Linked DNA regions of Mus musculus: region 1 is linked to region 2. The links are chromatin contacts, called in public HiChIP or PLAC-seq maps. All regions are on one chromosome and are shown on one strand. The core of a region is the stretch at or near the end of the contact, and the rest is flanking DNA. Distances in the headings are between cores, read along the strand shown.

Region 1 (6,152 bases), core at 3,547-6,046, 170 kb before region 2:
GGATGGCTTCCTCTCCAACAGCCCATAAGGACTGCTCACTTGGACCCTCCTACACTTTGCTAGCTTATGATTAATTTTAGCAGCCCAGAAGTTGCCAACTTTCATAAACACACCTTTTCAATTACAAGAGTCCTTGTTAAAGGTAAGCTAATAATTTTAGCTACCTCCAGACTATGATTTAACTATGAATATTCCTTTTCCACAGAAAACTAACCTTGTGTATTTCCATCCAAAAAAGCATCTAAAATATTTTTAAATGCTTCAATTATCAATGAAATTTACTTGTACTCTAAAATATCTTAAATATATAGTTTAGCGTTTTATTATCTCATTTCTTTGAAGAGTCAACCTTACTAGTGGCATCGTGCTATTTTATACAGTTCTCACAGCCTGTGATCATTGTTGAAATGTTGAGTTCTCAGGGAAGAAATATTGTGATTCAGTAATGTGATTTGAATGTAAAAGTGTTTCCTATCAATATTGAATTAGAGAAGTCTAGCAAACTAGGAAAAAAAAAGGAAAAAGAAATAAATAATGCCTCACTCCCCCCAAAACATTGTTTCTTGTTGCTGATTATTGATTTTTCTTAGGTTGATTATTGTGTATTTTTTCTTTAAATGTATTTCTCTTATTTTTATTCCCAAAGACTGTGGCTATGGCTGTTTTTCTTCAACGCTATCTTTTTTAAACCTCATAGCCTGTCCTTTTCCTGGATAGTCTGCTTTCAGTGTCTTTTGGATCTGAGCTCTGGGAGGTCTCTGAGGATCCAGCTCAAGAGAGAGAATGACCCTGTTGGCAAGCAGTATGACTCAGGGTATAAACCACTTGACTTGTCCTCCTGGCAGAGGCTCCCCTGGCGTGGGGAGAAGCTGAAGAGGCCTGTTTTCTAGTTGAAAGTTTCCCATCATGCCAGTCTCCTTCAGCCTGTGTCACTAAGGATTCCATTACAGTTAGTAGAGCAGTGGTCAAGGTCGGATAGAGAAAATCAACAGGGCTGAGTAAGCATGGTGTGTATACTTTAAAAAATTTTAAAGCCGAGTCTTGCACTTCAAGATACAGAATGTTGAGATATTATGAGAAGAACACACACCCATAGCTACTGCAGTAGCCCCAGTGCAGAGCCCTGGACTGCTTTATGCCAGTGAACAAGCAAGAGACATAGACCCTCTTAGCATAGTGTGCGCTAAAGTTTGTAAGGCAATAAATATCTCACATCCTTTCCCCTCAGCACATACATCTGCATTTAGAGAGGGAGGTTTCCTCCAGATATTGATCTCCAAAGGTGAGCTGCAACTTGTAGAATTCTTCATGTTCTAGGCAGGAGGACTGAGATGACATCAAAGGCAGATTGCGACGTGGTTTAATTGAGAATAAAAGTTATGCTTCCAGCCAAGCTGGTGTTTGTTTTCCACAAGTGTACTGATGTTTTCAGTCCCCTTTAGGTGGGGGTCACTTTAACACCAAATATGAAGTATGAATTTTGATGACTAATATTAGCAATATCTTTAAGATGCTAATGTCCTTCCCTGTTGATCATAATAGCTAGCCCTAAAATGTGTGTGTGTGTGAATAGAGTTTAGATAAAATAGTTATGCGATTACCTAATAGCCTCATTATCCTTCATGATACTTCTTTTTGAATTCTCAAGTGTTTTGTAATGCCTCTCAGCCTCCCTCCCCTCCCCCTCCCCTCCCTCTTTCCCTCTTTCTTTCTTACCCTGACATTTCCAGAAGCTAAAGAAATTTAAGAATTGCAGGATCTTGTAAAAGGTACAGGAAAGTACAAACTGTGTTTATTTGTTTTTAAATTTGTTATATAATTTAAAAAAAAAGATTCCCAGTGCAATTTCTTGGTCTATTACCCCTGACAGCTACGATTAATTATATTTTAACCTGTTAAGGGCTCACTTTCTCAAGTATATTAAACTAAGTTTTCTGCAAACACTGAACTCATCTGAGTAGTGGGGATGGGTGTCCAGGCAGACAGGAAGAAAAGCACACTCTTTCTCAGTAGACAGCCTTTCTTTGTCTCCCAGCCCTGGCCTTTGCACCTACACATTGCCTGGCATGACGGGGAGGCCAAGCAGATGGCCTTCGCTGTGGAAGCCAGGGCTCTGGGCCCACGAGATGAAACCTGCATGCTTGGGAAGGCTGAGACAGTCGCCAAGGTTTCATGTGTAATAAAGTACTCGCTGCCTCTCCAGTAATGATATCCTGGGGGCTGCTGTGAGGAGGTTCTTTTCACTAGAAACATACTCGTAGGAATTTAATACTATCTTGCTAAACCCTTTGATTGAATAAGGTTTTAATTTTTTAAAAAAAGAATTCTTCTTACTTTGTAGACTCCAAGATGTGAGCAAGTATGAATTCTTACTCTAGGATCAACATCTCTACTAAGCTCGGGATTCTTTTGCCTTCTTAATCACGCGCTTCAACAAATAAAATATCTTACCGTTGCCTGTCTTTTTTCTTTTTTTTTTTTCCCCCTTTTACAGCCTGCCTGAAATACTCTTCGGTTAAATAATATTTGTTAGGCTTTGATGCAATCAAGTGAAATTTGAGTCTTCGGAGCGATTCAGCCTCGCCTCGTGGAGACCGCACATGTGTGTCAGCTTTGAGTTTTTCTCACCAGTGTTTTACACATGAAATCTATTTTTCCTTGAGAAAATGGAATCTTTGTGTCTTTGTCTGGAAGGCTCGCTGTGCTCAGGCGTGTTCCGGCAGGAGCTGTGACTGCCAAGGCCCTGGGGGAGGGGCCTGGCAGTCATTTGTCAGCTGTCCTGCATCTGTAATTTCTGGCCACTCAGCACTATCAGAGTCTTAGAAACGGGGCCCGAAGGGTGGGGGAAAGAGCTTGTCATTGATGAAAGACAAACCCCAAATAACTGCCTGATGTTGATGACCAAAGGGAAGAGAGAGTATGAAAAACTTTTATTGTGTCCTTTAATGAAAAGGATTTTCATTTGAAATAGCTAATTTATGAAATTGCACATGGTAACATTTCCAGATCTCAGTCTAGAAAGGCCGTGTCCATATTGTGTTACCAATTTCACTGCTTTTACCTTGGCAAGCGCTCCTGAAAGTATTTTAATTTTCTGCCATTGACTTCTGGTTATTTCTGCTCTTGTGCCCTTGTAACAAAACTGACAGCACAATTAAACATCTGCATTTTAAAACTGGGTTTCTCCCCTGACTATTTTGCTTTGCTTCTAAAATTTCCAGATGTTTTGGGTTCTTTATGATTTTAATGTATGCAAATACATTTGCTTATACTTTAGAGAAAATGGAGAGGGAAGAGAGGGAGGGGAGGGAGAAGAGAGAGACAAAGACAGAGACACAGGGAGACTGAGAGAAACAGAGACAAGACAGAGTATATACTAACTTGGATTGAGCAGAAGAAAAGCTTAGTAATAATACATCAAGCAGCAAATCAATATTTTCCCCGTTTGTAGATTTACATTAGAATACATTGTGGTCCTTAGCACTTTACTATTTTATTTGAATTTTGCAACTCAGTTTTGTGACTAGAATTCGGGATTCACACCTCGGTGTCCTCATAACTGGGTAGAGGCATGCTACTCTCTGTCTTTTCATTTCAGGGAGAGATAAGTTGAGGGGTAGGAGAAGAAACAATGTATTTCAAATGAGCATATGGCTTTGTGGAACTTAAGGGGATTGTCAGTATCTTGCCGGAAGTGTTTGAACGTGAGGTATAAGAGTGTCCCTAACATTTTAAGGAAGTCCATTTCCCATAATTAATAACAGGAAACTGGTAAACAGATTCTTGTGTACAAGTGAATCCAAACGGTAACATAAACGAAAGCAAGGAAAGACCCAAACGCACCTCGTTCATTTACTCCCAAGGATTATGTTGTGGTATCCAAGTGGTTCAGGCCAGAAAGACTTAGGAGATGTGTGTTGCCATAATCCTTGGGAGTAAATGAGTACTCATTTTCCATTCCTGACTGTCTAGGACATGTGCTAGGGAGAGTGCAGCCATTTCTTCCATAGTCTAAGGTCTGCAAGGGATCTCAGACAACTGACATAGTTAGTAGAAAAATGGCAAGTAATTATGAAGGAAGACAATGTATTATAAAAATATTATTTTAATATGTTTAGGCCCATTTCTACTGTATCCTATGGGAGATGGTAAGACCTAGTAAGGGAATTTGTGTACATTTAAGGTGTTTGGAGAAGTCGATGAGTAGATTTGTGAGTCTCAAACTAAATGCATCATTAATTAGACAGATAACAGGGCAGGGCGATTGACCCACTTCTGCACAGAGCTCTGGGCTAAGCTCTCTGAGAACTGACAGGTCTTTATCTTCTAATTGTATCAAAAAATGGGGACTGTCTGATCCCAGCGCTGACCTTGAAAGCAGCAAACTGAAGTGATATATTGTGTCCCTGGGTTTTGGGGTTTTGTTTTCTTTCTTTCTTTTTTTTTTTTTCTTTTTTTTTTTCAGAAATGTTGAATTCGATCTCAAAGTTTGAAGTTTCAAAAGCAGAATTAGCTGCTTTATTTATATTGAATTTTTAGAGTGAATCATTTCCTCTCTGAAGGGGAACAAAGGCCTGTAAGAGAAAGGCGATTGCCCTGCAAAGGTTAAACATAAGACACAGCCCAACTAAAAGTGCATCCTTACTTCTGTAAGATGGGGAGAAAAAGAAGGAAAGCTAACCAAGGTGAGGGTCAGTTTCATTTATTAGGTCCATGCAGTGTAAGTGAGAATGCATGCTACCCATGCTATCAGAGCAGACACAGCTCCACGGTACCAGGGAGCTGCAGACATCAGACCAGGCCTTAGTTCCAGAAAGACGAGGCTAAACAATGCTCTGCATGGCAGGGCTTCTGGGATGCACAGACTCATAGATGACCCTGGACTTGTAAACCTTGCCATCTTAGCCAACCCGTCAGCACCTATAGAGTTAAAGCAGAGAAGTTGCACTAAACATTAAATAGGCCTAAATATTAGTGTGTTTGTGTGTGCACACACATGCTTGTGCACAGGCATGCACACGTGCTCGCGTGTGTACGTGCATATGGATAAAAAGAAGTGGATATGTCTCAATTTATCTATCTAGCATGTACATTATCTGTGTGAATTTTAAGCAATGAAGTGAGTATGTAAAAACACTTAAATTGGAAAAATAAGAATGCAATTTTGTCAAGTTGGATAAAATAAAGATATGGTTTTGCTAAACCAAAGATAAGATAATTTTCTAGGCTGTTAAATCTTAGAAAGCCTAGAGGTAAGAAATATATGCAAAAATTAAAGTGAAATATTTAAGGCATATTTTGTTAAGGATAAGATGGACAATGTACAGGGTTGATTATTAGCAAAATTTCAACAGTGTAGTATTCTCTCAGATCTCCATAGAGACAGATGCATGCTAGTTATACGTTGATATTTTAGAAATCATAAAATATGTTCCTTTGTATTTAAAGTAAAGATCCTCACTGGAAGCTTTTTAAGGATAAAGTACAAGGTTTATTACTTAGTTTTAAACTATTATTTAGTTTAAATACTAAATATAATTTTACATGAAAGCAAATGAGGGCTGTAGTTATAGATATGTAATCAAGTGAGTGCTGTATGTGGGTTTGAACACTCTGAGATTGGGGAAGGAGAGGGAGGGAAGGAGAGAGGGAGAGAGGAGAAGAAGGAGGAGGAAGAAGATGAAGAGGAGGAAGAAGAAATTAAAATTATTTATTTTTTACAGGATCATTCACTCTGTCGTATGCTCATGCTGTAATATTTAAAGATGTTCATTTGTGAAAATCCTTTGTCCTAAGAAGTATGTAGTTGCTGTGAGTTAGTGTTCAGTAGAGTGATCAAAGCCACCAAGACCTGGTTAGGCTGATTTCTCAGGTTGTGTAGAACTGTTGATGGCTGTGACAACGGTTCTTCCTTGCGCTGACGCCAGTAGAACATAATGGTTAAGACCCTCAAAGAGGCTAACAGGGGAAATTTAGTATATTTTAAAAAGAGAACCACAAAAGGCCTTGTGCATAATTGTCACACCAAATCATCTTCTTGGTCTAGGAAAGTACTAAGACTGTAGTGGTGGCTCTGTGTATCATCCACACACGAGGGGACCGAGACAAGGAAGAGCATCACACTTGGAAGCAAGCTTAGTCTCCAGGTAAGT
Region 2 (5,926 bases), core at 2,447-4,946:
CAGGAAAGTTAATAGAAACACCCCCCCCCCCCCCAGAATACATGGAAAATCCTGCAAACATTTTAAAGCCAGGAAGTTAAGGTTCTGGCTGCAGAAAGCTGTGGAAATTAGATCCGTTCTAGTCTGCAGTTAAGATTCCGAGATACAGACTCTTGGATCTGTACAAAGGAAGAGGATTCTGGGTGGGTCTTCACAGGCCGTGAATCCACGGTGCTGAGGAAAGGAAGCATGTGTGACTCAGTTGGAGAAGAGCTTGTCTCTTGAACTGTTAAAGATTAGAGCAACAAAATCTGTAGGAAATCAGTCTATGAGCCACCCATGTATTTTATCACTGTATAAAGAGCACATTGGAGAAAGATGGGGAAGGAGTGGCGAGCTCCTGCAGATGAAGAGAAGTTCTGTGACTGCATGAAGATGGAGAATCTTCCATCTTTACGAAGCAGTAAGTGCGTGTCTCACCAGAAAAGAGGTCTGGCGACGACACTTTGCTATCTCCCTTCTAACACTTTCTACCCATCTGATTCCAACCAGACGGTTTCCACAGTCTGGTTTTAATCTAAACTGAAGCCAAATGAGATACTGCATCTTCTCTATGACCATGAAAATTGGTCAAATGTTTTCCAGAATTTTCTTCTTCTTCCTTGGTTTGATTTGAGTGGTGCTGTGGCTTTCAGCTGGGGGATTGTACTTCTTTCTGTAGAATGTAGGGCTGAGGATTCCAAGACCAGAGGGTGGTGTTAAAGAAAAGGCCATGCGTATGTGAAGGGGGACTTCGTCCTACGCCACGACCAGGAATTTTCACTGGTAATTTTGCTTTTAGGGAGTGTCTTTTTCTGGCTTTGGTTTTTAAGGACACCTGCCTTCCTATGATGTAGTTGCAATTATTCCCAACTCTCTCGACATTTTAGAAATGTTAACAGATTGGTAATAACGCCTTATAGAAAATTGTGTTAGAACTCAGCCACGAAGACTTTTAGGTGACGGATTTTTTTGTTTTTATCATTTTCAAAAATCTCCTTTTTAATTGAACTATTTAGATTTCCCTATTTATTCATGAGTCAATATTAGCATGTTAACTTTTAAAACTCTTCCATTTCCTCAGCTTTGCTGGTTGTTGGTGTCTTACTAATACAGAAGAATCTCTTAAAGTCCATTTTATATTTATGGACGTTATCATGACCCCTCCTATTTAAGTTCCAATCTTATTTTCAGTCTAGAGTTCTGGGAAATGAATGGATGGTTTATGTTTTCACTATGCAAACATGAGAAAACATATTCACATGAATGAGATGATACAACATACTGCAAAGGAAGCTAAGTGGTATATAGTCTATTAACCTCTATGTTCAAAACCTGTATGGTATGCTTTTATGCTGAGAAGTCTTGATAATTACAAAACAATGACAAATAATTGTGCGTTGAAACCTATTTAAGCAAATAAATGTGCACTAATAAATAGTATGGAAGAGGGTTGACACTGACCATCAACTTGAAAGGATCAAGATTCACCAAACAGCCCATGGGCATCCCTGTGAGGCATGTGGTTTACTTAGTTGAAGTAGAGGACCTAGGCTAAACATTCCCTAGCCTCTGACTCTGGGACTCAGGAGAAATCTAGCTAAGCCGGGGCAGCCATCGGTTTTTGCTTTGTGGCTGCAGATGCCATGTGTCCATGGCATAAGACTTTTGAAGTCTTATGACCTTCCAACGAGTGATAGACTGAAGTCTCAAACTGTCAGCTGAAAGAAACGCTTCTTTCCTCAGGCTGCTTGGGTCAGTGTTTTAGCACAGCAACAGAATAAAAGCAACTAACACAGCATAAAAAGGAAATTCAGTGTGCCTGTCTGAAGCAGTCTTGAGGAGTGTCCCTCATGGCTGTAGAAGTCAGAGAGTAAATGTGGTGGCCGATCACCTGATTGCCACCTCTTGAGGATCCATACAACCACTTTACTAAAGCTTCATAAAATTTGATAGCCAGTACTTCATTCAAAAATAGATTAGTGTTAGACATGGAATAGGATTTAACATTTTCTCTGCTGGGTTTTGGTCCTGCTTTCTACACCTCTGTTCCTCCCTTTATAATGTGCACATTTATTGTGTAGCACTGAATGTTGTGAGTGTGTAATTCAGGGTTTGCTTTTGTTGCTGTCATCATAAGGGCTTACAGATAATAGTCAGCCTTTGACTTCTGTGGTGGTTTGAATACGCTTGGCCCAGGAGAAGTGGCACTATTACGAGGTGTGGCCTTGGAATTGATGTGGCAGTTGGAGAAAATACATCACTGTGGGGTTGGGGGAGGTCCTATTGTCAAATATATCCAAATGCAGAAGATCCTTGCTGCCTTTGGATCAAGGTGTAGAACTGTGGGCTCCTCCAGCACCATGTCTTCCCACCATGATGATAATGGACTGAACCTCTGAAACTGTAACTTAGCACCAAGTAAATGTTTACCTTCATAAGAAAAAAAATAGATTAGCCTCAACTCATGGTAACTTCTTAATTTATAAACTTTAAAGCTTTGTAACTAATATCTTTTCTCTTATAATAGAACTTATAGAACTTGGCTTAAATCGCAAACACGTTGTACAGCTGCCGAACATATTTTCTCCATATTCATTTGCTCTGCAAGTATTTTTGTATTTGGAAAATGTTTTGCTTGGACTTTCCAAACTCGTTAGTTAAAAAACAAAAGATGCAAATACAACACAGTCCAGGCTTTTCCCAGTCAGGACCACGGAAGCCACTATTGACCACTCTTGTGTCTTGCTACACGGAACAGGATAGGGTAGTAATTTGGATGGGATGTGGCCCATGACTTGGAGGTTTCTGGAATGCTTCATGAGGGACTGTCTATCAGAACGCTGTTTTTCTTAATAACTAGAAAGAGTGCATTATTGAAAATACAGTACATAAAGTAAATAAATCAGTACCAAAGTTGTTTATTATTATTACCAATAACCCACTTCAAGCAAAGATCCTCCTGCTCTTTTTCCATGTATGTGTAAAATTTTCACTCTTCTTTCAGCTGGTCAAGTGTAGCTTCCTTCCAGTGATTTTGTGGGGACAGGGCTGGGAAGATACTTAAAATGATTTCACTTGTTTGAAAGTCACTAAGACCTGCTTTGTAAACCAGTGAGAGATTTCCTGGAGAATGTTCCAACTGTGCTTGGAAAGAACATATGGTGTTTCTCTCTTGAATACAATGTACTGTAGGTATCTGGTGGGACAGGTTCATCTCTTTTGCTGTCAAATATGTTCTTTTCTTTCTTTTCTATCTGGGTGATCTATCCATTATCAGAAGTAAAGAACTGAAGTTCTCTGTTATCACTGCATTCCTGTCTGGCTCTCCCCGACTAGCAGCTATCTCTGCTACTGTTTGCTTTAGTTATTTTTGGTGGCTTGGTGCTAGGTGTGTGTCTGTTTGAGATTATTACGTCCCTTATTAATTATTTCATCCCTTTAATCTTTCTTTTATTTTTTTTTTACTTTCTTGTAGACAGCCGATAGTCAGAATTGGAAGCTAATGACATATATATTCAGCTACTTTATGGCTTTAGATATAAGTGTTAATCCATTCTTTCATATCTCCCTCTCCCTCCCTGTCCTGTGGCTCTCGGCACTCCCTCTCTCCCTTTCTCTCTCTGGTCTTCTGTTGCTGCAATCATAGAGAAGCTCTCTATGACCCTCTGTTGCACCATCCCGGATCACAAGGTCATGCCAGCTGCTGTTCTGCTTTCCATTGTTCTCCACTGCCCCCAGGCCTCCACACTGTCGGTTCGCAGCAGTACTCCAGTTGAGTGGTAAAGTGAGACAGAAACTGTCTATTAGTGAATTCTCAGAAAAGCTGGAACATTGGAGACACACTCACTTCCTCCCCCACCCCCTCTCCTCAGAGAAAAGTCAGGGACTGGGTGCCTTCCCCTAATCTTGCCAAACTTGTGGTCACATGAGGCTGCCAGCTACATTATGCAACTCTCTGTTATCCTCCAACTATGTTGATCCATGGATGTCGGCTGCGAAGTTAGGTGACAGAAATTACTCCTCATATAGTACATCATAAAGTTGAAAATCTGCGTGCATGGCTGCTCTCTGTCCGACAAGAGGGAAGTACTAAGATGAGTCATGAGCTGCAATACATATTAGAGGTAGGGTTGCCATGAGTAAACTGAATTGCTCCCCTTGCTGATTTCAATGCCTGCTTCTCAGCCGAGTGATCTCCTAAGGTATTGCAATTTCTTATTTGATTTCTGGTAACCTTATAAAGATAAATTTGGGTCTTTACATGACTGTTAAATTGGGTGTCTCTGAATAAATTCAAGTGTGCTTTTCTACCTTGTTGATGTCACTCTTAATAGAAATTGTAAACAGCAATTACAACACACACATTAGCTTAAATATTCTCCCAATGTCATCATGTCAACACTCATACTTCAGCTAGAATGGGAGCTCTACAGTGCCGTTGGCACTGCCATGCGCTCCTTTGTTCTCAGCAAGACTTTAATGCTGTGCTGGGCATTCAGAAGTGTCCAACAACGTGGCATGTCACCGTCTCTAAGAGATGGCTAGAAAAACTAAAGTAATCCACAAAGACCACAAAAGGGCAAGCTTTGGGATCTGATCAACCAATATTTTAATTACTCTTCTTAGCTCCCAGGCGATAGGTGAAATGTGCCTTTTCCTTAACTGCACTTTCTCATTAAATAGGGGGAAGTATTATTACTTGATAGCTACTGTTAGCAAGAAAGAGTAAATAAAAGAACTAGGTAACTAAAATAGGTGATGTGTGCTACATTTGGGGTTCTGGATAATAATCAGTAAAATGAAAATAAAATGACAATTTCTTTAAACTGTTGAATATCTAGCAGTTTGTATCCTAAGAAAAATATCAGTGATATTTCTGACAAATAACTATGGTAAGAAATGATAAATTTATTGGGTATTTTATAGCTGAGAATCTATTTACCTTATACAACTTTCTAGTAAATTATTATATAGCTACACAATGAGTCATAATGTATGTAATTGTAGCATATAATCATATATTGTTGTAATTATGTTATTGTATAAAATGTCAGATATGCACTATTCACTCTTTTAAGTCATATTTCAAGAGTGTATTGATAGTACTCTATTATTCAAATATTCACAATAACATAAAACTAACTCCTTATACTTTTTTTTCAGTGTTCTCAAGAAGAACATAGTGTATAGAATAAATAAGTGTTAAACAATGGATTTATTGTCTTAAGGACACAGGCTGGGTAGTTCAGTCTGAGGACCCGGTAGCGGCTCAGTGTGCAAGACTGAGTGCCTGAGGAATTGTAGTCCATCAGTCAAGTTCTGAAGAGCCACGGGTCTTTAGTCTGTGTGTAAAGGATGAGAAAGCTGGCTTCAGAGATCACTGAAGGATGGCAGCAACCAGACATATTCACTCACCAGCAAGGAGCAACAGAAGCAGACTTTAGAATATTGACTGTCCTTACAGGGTGTTTCCACTCAGTGAATCTTTGCTCCTTAGCTAATTCTTCATGGAAATACTCTCACAGGCTCACTCAGAGCAGAGTCTCTTATTTGACCCTAAATCCAATATAGTTGACAGTCAAGATTAACATCACACATGCTATCTAGATTTCAAGTCATTATTAGTTTGTTTTTTATTAATATTGTAAAACTCAGACAAAAGCAACTTAAAAGGTGAAAGAGTTTGTTTGGCTTACATTTAACTGACCCAAGATAGGGCTAGAATTCAAGCAGGGGCCTGAAGGTAGAAACTGAAGTATGGACTATAGAACAGTGGTTCTCAGCCTTCCTAATTCTACAACCCTTTAATACAGTTCCTCGTGTTGTGGTGACTCCAGAACAAATGTGTGTGTGTGTGTGTGTGTGTGTGTGTGTGTGTGTGTGTATGTGTGTGTGTGTGTGCTGT

What was found. HiChIP or PLAC-seq counts read pairs in DNA pulled down with a chosen protein or histone mark.
Region 1: a contact with region 2 is called in an H3K4me3 HiChIP or PLAC-seq map of bone marrow-derived macrophages, with 2.3 times the contacts expected there. The contact joins two enhancer-like sites. A contact is called at or near these places in 2 of 484 Hi-C or Micro-C datasets (the 63-12 cell line and macrophages) and 2 of 115 datasets of contacts at active chromatin or transcription factors (acute myeloid leukemia and bone marrow-derived macrophages).

The regions. Positions count from the first base shown.
Region 1 is chr1:137,924,690-137,930,841 of GRCm38.p6, reverse strand. It overlaps Gm4258 (a long non-coding RNA gene), which reads right to left. Exons shown (of 3, transcript XR_003948014.1): 2 at 1-6,152. Among named protein-coding and RNA genes, the nearest start is that of Gm4258, 29 kb to the right of the region's middle. Within about 2 kb of position 4,796, at least 19 of the 459 cell types and tissues checked have an H3K27ac peak or open chromatin away from gene starts, as enhancers often do. A contact at or near this core is called in bone marrow-derived macrophages, where this site is marked.
Region 2 is chr1:137,749,666-137,755,591 of GRCm38.p6, reverse strand. No RefSeq gene overlaps it. Among named protein-coding and RNA genes, the nearest start is that of Gm34306, 15 kb to the left of the region's middle. Within about 2 kb of position 3,696, at least 71 of the 459 cell types and tissues checked have an H3K27ac peak or open chromatin away from gene starts, as enhancers often do. A contact at or near this core is called in bone marrow-derived macrophages, where this site is marked.